Regions from separate parts of the Zea mays genome. Here region 1 is linked to region 2. Evidence: chromatin contacts called from public Hi-C data. All regions are on one chromosome and are shown on one strand. Each heading gives the region's core, a stretch centred on a gene start, on an enhancer-like site or on the middle of the called end of the contact. The rest is flanking DNA. Distances are from core to core; before and after follow the strand shown. Region 1 holds the start of LOC100280278. Region 2 holds the start of LOC103633625 (beta-galactosidase 12).

What was found. Hi-C and Micro-C count contacts between places; a contact is called where the count stands out from the background.
Region 1: a Hi-C map of tassel shows a contact between it and region 2, with 2.2 times the contacts expected there. The contact joins the promoter of LOC100280278 here to the enhancer-like site in region 2. A contact is called at or near these places in 2 of 25 Hi-C or Micro-C datasets (ear and tassel).

Annotation. Positions count from the first base shown.
Region 1 is chr7:185,035,428-185,042,466 of Zm-B73-REFERENCE-NAM-5.0, forward strand. It overlaps LOC100280278, which reads right to left and starts at 2,979. Exons shown (of 4, transcript NM_001367925.1): 1 at 2,018-2,979; 2 at 1,693-1,904; 3 at 724-947; 4 at 1-160. The coding sequence starts at 2,753.
Region 2 is chr7:184,726,712-184,734,083 of Zm-B73-REFERENCE-NAM-5.0, forward strand. It overlaps LOC103633625 (beta-galactosidase 12), which reads right to left and starts at 6,224. Exons shown (of 19, transcript XM_008655348.3): 1 at 5,738-6,224; 2 at 5,528-5,623; 3 at 5,269-5,381; 4 at 5,095-5,161; 5 at 4,923-5,015; 6 at 4,674-4,817; 7 at 4,377-4,468; 8 at 518-623; 9 at 336-420; 10 at 111-229; 11 at 1-8. The coding sequence starts at 5,932. Within about 2 kb of position 1,445, at least 20 of the 20 cell types and tissues checked have an H3K27ac peak or open chromatin away from gene starts, as enhancers often do. A contact at or near this core is called in ear and tassel, where this site is marked.

The DNA.
Region 1 (7,039 bases), core at 1,729-4,228, 310 kb after region 2:
ATACCACCTGTCAACCTCTATCTCGAGCTGAAGAGCTGCTTGCCGGTGGACATTGGAAGTCGGATTGGTATTCCGAGCATTGTTCAGGTACTCCAGCTGCTGCACGATGTGGGTCTGAACTTGATGGCACTCGTACATACCCCTCCACATGCTCATCAAGCTGCACTTCACAAAAAAACAAGCACGCATGACAATGATGGCAAAACCAAACTTCTCAAGAAAGGGGAGCTACAGCCTGAGTTCAACAAAAGGTTTGCTGATATTTATTGGGAGGCTAGTTGGAGCATAGAACTACTCTAGTTGCAAACAATGGACGCCCCCTTTTAAGGTTCTCTGATGCCCATGCTGATCAGGTAATGGTGCCTGACAGCCTGAGATCAACGGTCAGAAGATTCAGTCAGAACAGTCAAAATTCCAGGACTCCACTAGCTCATAAATACTTTAAGGTTTGTTCAAATTAATAGAAGGTACCTTGCATAGTGACAAAGTTACTTTTACAAAGCCAAAAAGAAAAACGGCAATAAGATGTGAGGCAGTAGCTTACACTTGAGCATGGGTAGAAGGTCGCAAACCATGGACCATATGTCCCACCTTACTCCCATGCTCATATGCAATGCAAAACGACAGGTACAAGTGGAAGTAGCTAACATGTGAAGCACCCTAGAATATTACTACTACTACTAGATGCAGTCAGGATGGATGATGAAAGGAGATTGTACTAACCCAGCAATCAGCTCAAGAAGCTGGGGAAATAGCTCGGATTCTCTGAGCCTGATTATCTCAGAAGTGGTGGTCTCGATGGACTGGTTGGCAACCAGCATCTTGGACTCCAGGCTCTCAATCTCCATCTTGTTCTTCTCCATCTTCAAGTAATCCACACCCTTCACCTCTTGCTTCCTCAACAGACTGACCTTCTTATCATGCTCCTGCTTATACCCCTCGTAACTCTGTTTGCAGTTAAAAAGGAAAAAAAAAGAGAGTCATAATCTTATCAAAAGGCACACAAAGATGCTATCTTTAAAGTTGTATATAAAGCTGCAATAACATGATTGCTTAACAGATGTGAATATGTGATCGGAGTAGTACAAAAAATCTATCTTCATCATGGCAAAGAAAATAGGCCATCAGAATTCAGAACCCATCTTAGCAAGTATTCTGGATAGCAAAATGGTTATCAACAAAATACGGTTGAACATGAAACCAAATCTTCACAGCCCCGTTCAGATCCAGCCTAACATGTTTGTACAGTAAGGTTAAAATAAACCATGAAGCTGATCTACTGATTTTTTTTTTACTTGGAAGAAACCAAAAGCATGCTGTGTTTCGTCTTTGAAGAAGCTCCTGACAGGGGAGAGAAATAAAATACCGACAATGCAAGCACGCCCACGTCCTTGTGTCCACTACCTTTCTTGTTTCTTCAGCAAAATCAATTGCCACCACAGCTGAATCATTGTTAGCAGCATTCCCCATCACAGACCATAGGTGAACAAACCAACACAACAAAAGGACCTCTCAAAAGCACATTGCCACTCACTCACTCACGCAGTCACACACTCACATTCCTTTAGATATGAAGAGTCAGGCAGTATGTTTCGATCATCCCGTATGTTCATGCTAATACTAAATGAAAAAGAAAAAGGTAAATCCACTGTGACTACTAAAGTTAAAGAGCAAAGAAGGAACTACTCTTACCTTGACCTCAAGAAACAGCTTCTTCTCCCATGCGTAGAGCTTCTCCACGGTGGATGAATGACTGAGCATTCCACCGCCTCCGCCATTGCCCATGGGCATTCCACCGTCTCCTCTCCCGAACCTTGTGAACCCATCGTTACCTTTCCCATACCCTCCGCCGCCCCATGCCCATCCCATGGGCTTCAAGCTCTTGCTGTAACTAAGTACCTTCCCTGCAGCAGAAGTAAAGGAAGAAAAAAAAAGGATTCGTCGGCGATAAGCGAAATGTAGTCAAGAACAAACAATCTATTGAATAGTTAACTGATTTGTCGAAGAAAAGGCATGCCTGGTAGGCTGCTGTTGGTGGTGGGCTCGGGGGGCTCGCAAACGGGAGCCTCGAGTAGTGCAGCAACGCGGGCGCCGGCGTCGGCTGCCTTGAGGAAGTACTCATCAAGCTCGGTGGCGATCTCCGCGAGGTCCTTCTTCCCGGCGCCGCCGCGGGGTACCGCAACGACGGTGAGCTCGCTGGGAGTGGTGGAGGTGGTGGTGGCGGTGACGATGGAAGGGGGCGCGGCCACCGCCGCAGCGGCCGTGACCACGGGCGGCGGCGCGGCGATGGGTGCGTCGACGACGGTGGTGGCGGCGTCGTCCCAGTCGGCGTCGTCGGCAGCGGAGCGGGAGGAGGAGGGCGCGAAGGGGTCCCAGAAGTCCCAGCTGGACGGCAGTGGCGGCAGTGGCGGCGGCGGGGGAGGGGGCAAGATCGCGGACGCGGAGATCGAGGAGGAATTGGTCGTCCAGGACCTGGCTGTCGTGGAGGGGCTAAACGGCGGCGGGGGAGGCGGCGGCGGTGGGGACGGCGGCGGCTCGTGGTGGGCCGCGGAGGAATGGGGGTGCGGGTGGTCGGCCTCGGCGCTGGCGAAGTGTAGAAGCGAGGCGCCGGTGGCCCGGAGCGCGCGCAGGTAGAGCGCGTGCGCCGCAGCCATGTCCCGCCGAGCCTGCACCAGGTGCTTGGTGTACCGCCGGCGAGCCTTGCACCGCGACACCGCCTCCAGCCGCTCCAGCCGCGACTGGCAGCAGCCCATCGCCGCTCCGGTTCCGGCGCTCTTTGGTGACCACCGCACCACACACCAGCTCTTCCTACAATCCGCCTCCCCCAGTCTCCCAAACCCAGCACCACGGCGACGCAGGAAGTAGCCGTTGAGCGAGCAGACGAGAGCAAAGGCTAATGCTGGAGCACTCTCTCTGCCCTCTTCTTCACATGTCACGCAGTCTTCGCACCTTTTACCATTTTTGCTGCTGGGGGAGAAGGCTAGAGTGAGGTGGGAGGACGGAGACGCGTGTTGCCTGTGACAAACAGGTGTGCAGTAACGGTCCGGTCCACCAACAGCGAGGCATGAGGTTTCGGGCAGTGTGCGCGACCTTGGTCTTTCTCAGGCTCCCCCAAATCCCTGAACTACCCCTGCCTTTGCACGCACCCGTCGGTCAGAGAAGGGGCAGCGTGGGAAAATCTGCGGCTCCAACGGTCGCGCCGCGCTGGGGTTTCGGTCGTGCTCGTGCGGCCGGGGGCGGTTTCGTGTGGATTGTGGAGTGGAGCGGCCGATCCACCTCCTGGGACGGCGGGCTTGGAGCGAGGCCGGGGCTTTTTTTTTTGGTGGGCCGCAGTGGCGTTCTGGGCTTCTGGGGCTTTTTTTTAAGCCACCGCACACGTCTTTTAGCAGAAAGCAGTCGAAAGGGACGAGGTGTGGTGGTCTGTTGGAAGAGGCTGGCAGTGTATTTCAGCCCTGATCGCGATTGGCAGCACTCCGGTGACTGACTACGGCTTTTGATGATTGACCGCCACCGCTGTGATTTTTTTTATAGGGTACAAGCACATCAATAACTCACACCACTCATCCATAGAGTACGGGGAAGATTCGATTCCTCCATTCCTAACTGGCTTCAGCAAGGACAATCTTAATTAGCCCCTCCCTTGTGTAATTTGGCTCACTGTATGATATAAACTGTAATTTTCCAGTAATAATAAAATTTCCAGTAGGGTTTCCCCCCTCCTGATCTCTCAAAAAATAACTCACACCACTACATATATCACACCACACGCTCGTGTTTCTATATATACCATGTGCTTTTATTTTAATAGAACACAAAATTATATGTTCTATTGGTTAGGTGGTTGTAAATGTGGAACCAACAACCAAAGTTTGAACCTTCAATTGTACATAATTTTATCTTATTTTTGCATATAGCATGAAAGGATGATGTTTAGACCACGAATTAGATTAGAAAGAAGTATATGTACTTTTTTATGAAAGAGACGACGGTGGAAAACTAAAAAAATTGTTGTTTTAATATAGTAGACAATGAGAGATCTAGACCTCTAGTGCGTGCAAATACGTGGTACCACTGAACACGAACGCGTGTGTAAAACCCTACCAAGGAAAAACCTGAAATGGGGCAATCCTAGGGATCGAACCCATATCTGATCGCTCGCACACCTAGCGAACGAACCAACTGGGTACAACCTAGTCCTTGCCACCATTGTGATTTTAACCTGGGATGATGCGTTGCTGATTTTTAGTTTAGGTTTGAGGCTTCAAAGTTCGGGCGGACGGACTATTTCCTAAACTTTCGCTTCGTGGAACTTCCACATATAAAGTGAAACCTCTACACTACACAACACGAAGAAGCTGTCTCGAATTCTATCTCAAACCAAACTTAGATGTTTTGAGCTATCCAATATCAAGTTCATAAAGTACCTGATAGTAGACGCGGCCTGATCTTCCGTGAGATACGATAATTTGATTGAGTGGAGATCTCGACGTTGATGATCCAAGGCTCCGAGCGAACGGTTCCTCGCAATCACTACACCACGGCTCCGTTGGTTATCACCCATGACACACGAATGACCTCACCACGAAGGCTTATCCCTGCAAGCGCAATCAAGAACACAAGCAAGAACAGGAAAGAAACGCAACCAAAATTGTATTGATTACGGGATGGGATCTCACAAGCCGATGACGGCGACACTGTTCGATGACAGAATTGATCTAAGCAAAACCCAAACCTAACATGGCGGCAACTGCTTAATAAATAGAGTATTAGGGCGTGCGTGACCCCTGGACTCGCCCCTAATGGGCTCCGACGCGATACACGGCCCAACGACCCAACAGACGGTGTCGCAGCACCAAAACAGAATCTGAACGCTGACTTGTTTCGACGATTTCTGTTGACTCCGGACGAATTTTAGGGTGGAACTAGTTGGGTTGGTTAGATAATCTCCTTAACTTTCCAACCATATCAAGTCCGTCGCAATCGGAGACCGGATGCATCTTGGGCGTCCATTTTAGTGCAGACTGGTCCTGGAACCCGAGATGGAGCCACAGCCGAGTCGGACTTGATCTCCTTCCTGTTGTGGGCGCCCTTGCTCCTCCTCCTCAACACCTAGGCCTTTCCCAAGTCCTTGCTGGTCCTCTCCAAGGTTCCTAATCATCAAAACATCCATGGCCCCAAGCGTAAGCTCTGAAACACAATTGACTAGGGTAGAACATACCTGGAGATTTAGCTGTCGTGCACGTGATCGTGTTATCGGTCCATTCATTGTATGTATAGAAGTGATGTCCTCATCATCCTCCTCCTCTTGAATTGGAGTCGTCCTCGACTCGGTCTCATCTTCGTCACCCATACATGGCTTCAAATCTGAAATGTTAAAGGTGGGACTAACCCCAAAATCTGGCGGTAACTCAAGTGTATATGTATTATCATTAATTTTTGCAAGAACTTTATAAGGACTTGCAGCTCGTGGCATAAGTTAAGACTTTCTCAAATCAGGAAACCTATCCTTTCTCAAATGAACCCACACCAAGTCACCAGGTTTGAAGTTTTCTTGGTCTTGCAGGATTCTACAGGCGATTTGTGCGGGATTTCAGCACCATTGCAGCACCTCTCCACAAGTTGACAAAGAATGGAGTGCCGTTTCGTTGGGGACCATCACAACAACAAGCTTTTGATGCCCTCAAGTTTAAGCTCACACAAGCACCACTGCTGCAACTTCCTGATTTTGACAAGACATTCGAGCTCGAGTGTGATGCGAGCGGCATTGGGATTGGAGCAGTGCTCATTCAAGGAGGTAAACCTGTTGCTTTCTTTAGTGAAAAATTGCATGGTCCAACTCTGAATTATTCTACATATGACAAAGAATTATATGCTTTAGTACGAGTTTTACAAACTTGGCAACATTATCTATGGTCTAAAGAGTTTGTCATACATTCGGATCATGAATCTTTGAAGTATCTTAAGAGACAATCTAATCTAAACAAACGACATGCTAAATGGATTGAATTCATAGAATCATTTCCTTACATTATTAAGCATAAAAAAAGGAAAGGATAATGTAATTGCTGATGCTTTATCTAGACGTTATACTATGTTGTCCCAACTTAATCATAAAATATTTGGTTTGGAGACTATAAAGGAATTATATGCTGCTGATTTGGACTTCAAAGATGCTTTTGAAAATTGCAGAGAGGGAAGAACGTGGCAAAGATTTATGCTGCGTGAAGGCCTTCTCTACCGTGCTAACAAGTTGTGTGTTCCAGCTAGCTCCGTTCGTCTTCTACTCTTGCAGGAAGCACATGGAGGTGGCTTGATGGGACATTTTGGTGTTAAAAAGACCAAGGATGTGTTGTTTACTCATTTCTATTGGCCTCGGATGCGGTGTGATGTTGAGCGCTACGTCTCTCGTTGCACCACGTGCAACAAAGCTAAGTCCCGACTTAACCCCCATGGTCTTTATTTGCCTCTTCCTGTTCCTCGTGCACCTTGGGAGGATATTTCTATGGATTTTGTTTTGGGATTGCCTAGAACAAAAAGGGGGAGTGATAGTGTTTTTGTCATTGTCGATCGTTTTTCAAAGATGGCACATTTTATACCCTGTCATAAAACTGATAATGCTTCACATATTGCTGATTTGTTCTTCACTGAGATTGTGTGTTTGCATGGTGTGCCAAATACTATTGTTTCTGATAGGGATGCTAAGTTTTTAAGTCATTTTTGGAGAACTTTGTGGTTTAAATTGGGAACAAAGTTGTTGGTTTCTACTACTTGTCATCCCCAAACTGACGGATACACTCAGCCCAGGTGGGGTTGGCCGAGGCCCAACAAATTAGGGTTGCCCGCAGCCCAATAGTTCATCAAGCACACCCAACTCAGGGAAAGGCCCAATCACCCCAAAAGACTAGCCCAATGGGGGAAGGGTGGCTCTCCCTTTTAAAGTGGCTTCCTCCTCCCAAGTTAAGCGAGGTGGGATAATTCTGAGGCTCACACGGTCGCCGTCCGACTACAATTGGGCCAACTGGGCCAATTGCGTCCTTGC
Region 2 (7,372 bases), core at 195-2,694:
ATGTGTGCCTGCAACATAGAAAATTAATCACAACACCAAAGAAGATTGATTTGTAGGTCAGAGAACACAAGTTTCCAGGAACCAAAATGATTGAAGAAGTTGCTCCCAACCTCATACCCATGACCCAATATCTCAGACGAATGCTTCCCCAAGAGGAATGCTTTCTGATATGACCTTATTACATTGTGCAAGTCCCTGAGATGCCCAAATTTGGGCTCCTTGTACATACCTATGAAAAATCATGGACTACATGAGGTGCTCCTTATGTCAAGAGGAACTACATGATGAAGATAAAAATAATACAGAAATATAATGGTCAACTGAATCGGTCTGACCATATTCATCCATGGGAGCTTCATCATAGTACCCAGTCAGCACATAAGAAGCCCCAGTCCTTCCAAAATTTGTTCCTCCGTGATACTGTTGACAAGTTAAAGTGAAATACCATAAATCTCCACATTTCCCTTGCAAATGTTTATTAACATATTCATTACAGGAACAAAAAGTAAATCCATACCATGTAGTAGTTAACCAATGACCCACCCTTTGCAAAAAACCGTAACACAGCATATGCAATGTCCTCAGCTGAACGCATAGCTACTTGATCGCCATATGCTCTGAATCTGTGTATGCCCAAGAAAATTAGACGAAGAGATTAATCCTTTGTGGATGCACCTTCTGTATTTCGAGGGGATGAGCTCCAAATGTTTGAAGCAGACGGCGCTCGGTCGTCCCCGCGCTGGGCGACCCGAGCGCCCCTCAAAACCCTAGCCGCCGCCTGAGCAGGCCACCGGAAGCCCGTGCGGCCTGTGATGACAGCGGCGGCGGGGCTCCTTTCGCTCCTTCCGGCGGATCTGGGCGGGCGCGGCCTCCCAGACCACGGGAAGTTCGTCGTCGACCGGGGCGTGTAGCAGGGAGGAGGCGCGGCGTCCTGGAGAGCTCCTGCGCATAGCTTCAGAGAGGAGCAGCGGCCACTGTAGAGAAGAGGGCGCTGCACGGCTGTGAGAGGAAGAACTGGGGAGGAGACAGGGAGGCCGGCGAGCAGCCGCCGGAGCAAAGATGCTCCCTGTGCGCGAGCAGGTCTGGGCGTCGAGTTTCCTTGGAGGTTCGCCAGAGGTGGAAGGAAGAGCTCCTGCGTTTCTCGCTGGGACTCTGCTCTCTTCGGCGGCTCTGCGCATTCCGTGGCGGCATCATGGTGGCGCAGCCAGGAGAGAAGTGAGGGGCTGCGCTCAGCAATGAGGAGGAGGCCGCGTTCGTCGGCAGGAGGGTGGCGCGTGATAGCGGCGTCGTCAGGCGTGACCAGACATCAGAGACAACTGCGCTTGGCAGTGGCTGCGCGCGTGCTGTCGATGCGGTGTTGGGCTGCCGGTTATGGTCTGTGCACATGGGAGGTGGCTCGTGATGGCCCGGGCTGGCGTTCCGAGGTGGCGACGACGGTTGAGTGTCCAGTGCCAGCTGGCTTTGGTGACTGCGGGTGCCAGGGCCCGGCCCGGCATCGGTTCTCGCGTGACAGGGTGATGCACGCGACAAGGTGTTGTCGCGTCCCGTGTTCCTAGCCGAAGGGGTGGCGGACGATGCAGCTATGCGGCTGCTGCGGCAGTCGACGTGTCGCTTCCCCCTCTGTGTAAGGGTGTATGCGGGATGTCTGGGCGGCAGCGACGACGATAGAGGCTGCATGCTTTTTCCTGGGGTCGTAGCCTGACGATGTGGCGGGGACATCTTGGGCGAAAGCTTTAGCGATAGTGACGCTTCCCTTGTTGAGGGTGTCTTCTGAGCGAAAGTTCGGTTCTTCTCGGACAAGCGATGGTGGTGTCCTAGACGTTACTCCCTTCGTGAAGGCATCGTTATTGATGTTTGTCTCGACCACGGCGTCGCCTCGCTTCTTGGTGTCTGGTATGCGAGTGGAGGTGAGATTTTGCTTCATAAAGTTGAAACTGTTGTGTTAGGGGATGTGGCTTGGCAACGATGACAGCAGGCGAAACCTCCCCTTCTTCGTGGACTGGATTTTGGTTCGGCGATTGGGAAATTGTCGGGGACGAGGCGGAGGAGCTAGCTTGTTGGTGAAGAATTGAAGCTGCCTCACGTGGGGTGTGTGAGACTTGGCAACGACGATGCACCGAGGGCTTCCTCCTTCTGTACCGGTGTTTGGATGTAAACGTCGTCGAGTTCCTTTGTCCATATGTGGTCGGTTTGGGAGAGTCGGAGCTGCTCGTCACTTGTGTTTGAGCTCGACAACAATGGCTCTGGATGGGCTTTATGTGTGTTGCATCTGTTATCTGAGTTGTTTGTGCATTCTGTGTAGATTTTGGGCCCGGTTTTCCTTAAAACTGGATCAATTTTATTCTTCTTCTTAATTAAAAAGCAGAGCTCCTGCCATTACGTTCAAAAAATTGTTTATAGAATGAAAAAATGCTTTTTGCTATAAGCATTGTTTGGCATATCAGTGGTCCTTTAAAAGCACTTGATCCTAGTTTTGAATGCAGGTTTTAGTTAAGAACAACTTTTATCGATATTAATAAAATGAATATACTATTTTAGTAAATCTTGCTCGAAATAACTAATATTCTATAGCACAGTTGACCCTTAGTTTCCGAGTTACTGGTTTAGGTTTAGTTGGCTAGCAGCCACAGCCAGATTGCTTCATTGTATTTATGGGTCCATCTGCTAATTGATGATATGTATGTTTTACTATTCAACTCTATCTTTTTATATTCTATACAATATGCAGGTATGAACATGTTCACTCAGTCAAACAGGCAGGTGGAACCTCTGATATGTATATAAAATACAAATTCCACTTCTTAAAGGGGATAAGGAGAATGGTTTTGAAGGTTAAAATGCTGCAAGAATCGATATATGCAAGTGGGCACCCAACTGTGTTTTCTAAGTCAGCTACCCCCCCCCCCCCCTCCCCTAAATTAAGTATGTGGCAAACATTTTACTTTATCTTATAAAAGTTTTGGGTGTACCCAATGACCCAAAAACAAGTGGAGCTTGTGTCCCTAATGTAAGGTAACTACACATATGAATGTGCAACATGGTTCTTGGAATGGCCATAGCTCATAAATTCATTAGAGCATCAGAGAAGTCCAAAAGCATAGCTAAATCAATTAGTATTGATAAAAATAGAAAAATGATAGCCAAAACTCAATCCAACGGACTCTTCATCTTGCTCGCTTCTCTATCCCGCTCGTCATCCCGTCTAAGCCGCTAGGCATCTTTGCCGAGTCCGCCCAGCTTGCCATCTCCCTCCTGACGTGTGTGTCGTGCGCCTTCCCTCCCTCGCGCCCCGCTTCGCTCTCGCGTCATGTCGAACTCGTTGTCCTCGTGTCGCCCCCACGCCCTATTGTCCTCGTCCTATGTGCGTTGGTCCTTGGCCGCTTGGAGGGACCAGAGGAAGCCGTGTGTGGGCCCGTAGGTAGTCGAGATCACAGCCCGCCAGCCACCCGCTGGTACTAGTCGTGCAGTCGGCAGAGAAGAGGAGCGTGGCTTCCATAGGGCTGACTTGATTGCACCTCCCTGCTATTCCTCCTTCACCTACTCGCTAACGTAGATGAGTACGATTTCATTTTGAATGAGAAGGGTGAAGCCATGAGAAGCAACGAGGAGGCAACATGTGTGGCTCGGTCTACACGGCAATGTCGACCAGTCTTGAGGTCGAGGCGGTGACGACCGGTTGTCAGGTGATATATTTTTTTTGAAACGAACCAGACAGGAGAGCTTCCGATTATATTGATAAAGAGGAAGGCCCAAAATAGGCAAACAACAACCCCCGAAGAGATTGTCAGGTGATTTGAATATGGATAGATAAAAAAACTCGGCCATGGAGGGAAAGACCGCCCTCCCGGCATTATATTAAGAAGAAACCGAAACATGATCCCTGCCGAGAAAATCTCCGAACCCTGGCCCCCCATCACTAACGGGTTGGCGTCAACTGTCCACTCTGCAATGGCCCAACCGGAAGGTGACGCACAGGACATCGTAACCCAAGAGCGGATGGGGCACAGCGAGGGGATTTTTTTTAACCAAGCCTGAAGATTCGCTCCCGAGGAGAATTGAACCCAGGACTTGGAGGTGCTACTCGTAAGTCCTTAACTACTATGCTAGAGGCTCTTTCGCAACATGGATAGATAAGATTTAGAGAGTTTGTTAGTTTATCCCATCGTTTAAGAGGTTGTCTATTTTTTAGAATCCCCATAAAACTCTAAATTTACCTAGGATTATATCTAGACTGTTGGAGTTGCTCTTAACGCTATATATTTCATCTCACTCAATTCTTCCTATTGTGTACCTTCCAAAAGTAGTAATGCTGGCTCATAATATTTGTGTATTTGGCTAAAAAAGGCCATTGTTGAGTGTGAATTACTTGAACTTACTGTTGAGTCCAATTCTCAGTCCAAAGCATAGGCTTATTTTTGTCGCGTAGTGTCCATGTATCTCCACAATGCCTTCCATTGCAAGTAGGGATCTATTGAGAGCGAAAAATTAATTAAAAGATTGAGCTAGAATAATTAGACCCTTTCGATAGAAAGTAGGCGGTCTCTTATAAGAGATTAAATGACGTTCATGTTCTGAATAGTATCTTGTTAGTATTTTCAAGATATAATTGCAATAAAAAAACTTGCGAACTATTAGAAATGTATACAGATATTCACCACTGATGAGAAAATTACCACTTCACCAGGAGCTGAAGACTGCTTGCACATTATCCATGGAACTCCTGTTTGTGTGCTGAGCGCCATTTGAGCTGCCCATTCGAGGTACTTGTCACCGTCTGTTGCATGATCTTTTTTTATGTTCCCATATTCATTCTCGATCTGATGTATTTGTGCAAAGGATAAATCACACAGCCTGTATTATGCAAATATGGTGCCAATAACAAGATTTAAGAAATAACACGAGTAAATTGAGAAATAAAAGACCTGTGTTAGAATGATGGGTCCTCCTTGAGATGCAAATAACTCAGCATCCTTCAACTTCTGCACTATGAATCTCACGAATTTCTCCATTTCTTTCTGCGTGAAAAGTTTAAATACCATCAGACCAGAACTCTACATGCATATCCTTGTTACAGCAATGAAATTCTTTGATTACCTTGTAGGGATCATTGTTTGCCCGGAATATTATGTGGTCGATCTCTCTAAGCCAATAAGGCAGACCACTGGAAGAAAGTAGAGAAAAATGGCAGAGAAGAAGCACAAAACAATCAGATAGATATGAGCATACTAGACAGCAGACTGATAATTAGTTGGACTTGGAGGCACTGACCCATGGTTCCATTCTGCCTGGATGAAGGGCCCGATGCGCACAATTGCATACATGTCATGCTCCTGGATCATCTTGAGGTACTTGATCAAGTCGAACCGGCCTTCAAAATTGTACTGCAACACGTTCAACAGATGAGCTGCATTTACGTCTATTTGTCGGTCTAATATAATATACAACACAACAAAGATTAATGACGCCATGCTCCTTAATTTTATTGCGGTTGATTACCAACGAGACCATCTGAATATATGTCCATTACCTTGCCAGGCTCAGGTTCGTGCGCGTTCCAGAATATGTACGTCTCGATCGTGTTGAGGCCGCCCTCCTTAGCCCGCTCGATCAGCTTCGGCCACACCTGCATTACGACAGCACATTTCCATGATCAATCAACCAACCGACCGGCAGCAGAACGCCGCCACTGCATTTCGTTCGGTTCATCGGCTGGGGAGTCGCGCAAGTGGGAGCGTACCTCAGGCGGGCTCCTGGGGTAGTGGATGGCGCCGGAGAAGAAGAGGTCCCGCTTGCCGTCGATCATGAGAGAGCGCCCATCGTAGGTGACGACGCTGCCTTTCTTCGTGAGATTCCACTCCGCCGCCGCCCATCCCGGGAGGAGGAGAACGAGCACGGCGGCGGCCACCAGCACGGCCGCGGCCCGGACGGTCATGTGAGCCGGAATTGCGGGAAAGGCGGGGGAGGGGGGGTACGAGAGGTGAAGGGCAGTAGGGCACGCAGGAGAAGGGAGGCGAAGCTAGCGAGGGTCGGAGGAAGAGGTGACCGCTTTGAAGGGGACGGGTTCGCGGGGCGTTGTGGTGGAGCGGACGCGCGGAAATGGAGGAGCTGCGAGTGGAGGTGGACAGCGGGGTGCGCTGCTTGGTCGGGCATCGCGGCAAAAGCTTGCGAGCGGACGACGGCGAGCACCGAGCAGGGTGGGAAACGGTGTTCGGTGCGCTGGTTTTGCGCAGAAGTAATGTTGCAATTATTATTTATGGCTTCGTCAATATATTATTGGACCCACAAATCATAAACGCAAATGATCTCACCAATCATAGACACAAAATTTATAATAACAGAAAGTTAAAATTGAGAGTGGCAAAATTACAAATTTCTCTTTTGCGCAAGGGTTCGGCGGTGTCGGTGACTCGGTGTGTCGAGAGATTACTATGGACTGCCATGGCCCATGGGTCGTGGCCAACTCTGTCACACCCGGATTTTAGGGGTCTAAAATCCGGGCGCGAAATAATCACCAAGTATGTTAGGATTAAGTGTCACACATATGATGACTCATGATACAGAAACGAATGTCACAACTTCAATATATAACGGAGTTCTATACAAAATAGTTAAATAATTGCATCATGCGACGATAACGATCCAGCAACCAAAGTTGACTCGGAGACGATGGCCTAGACCACTCACGAACTCATCACAACATCCTTCATGCGCCCCCTCCTGTGGTACCTGTTTTTGACCTCAGGGATGTGAGTACAACAAGGGTTAGCTCACATACGTTCATCACTTAACAAGTTGAGGAGAATAATGTGCATGAACTCAACAAAGGTGGGAGCTCATCTGAAGTGTAAGGCTTACTAAAGGAGATGATTAAAGCTGAGCATTGTTTTTAAAGTTGGTCTAAATTTTATTAGCAATTAATAGGTATAAGTAGATACCAACCCAATTAAATAAGAGATCAAGATTAATAACAACACTCGCGATGCAATGCGTATGACAAATTAAGTTTAGTTTCATAAATTAATCATGCGAGAGTCCTGAGTCGCTCTTGACCGTGAGCACGGTTGATATACCAGTTTTACACTCTGTAGAGGTTGTGCATCTTTACCCACAAGTCGTATTACCCATTTGCCACGGGGTTGATCGGGCCCCATACACCTCTTCCGAGTAAGCGAGGCATGGTAGCACTACAAGGCCTTTCCAAAGTTTCACTAGTTCAAGAAAATCCGCTACAAATTCAGGAAGAAGGAAGCATAGGAATCCCTCGTCCTAAAAGCTTTCAAGATAGTTCGACCCAAGTACCTCCCTATACTCTAGCACCGACGCCTCTCCGCATTCCGGGTAAGATAACCTCTCCATAGCTTTCCTAATTATT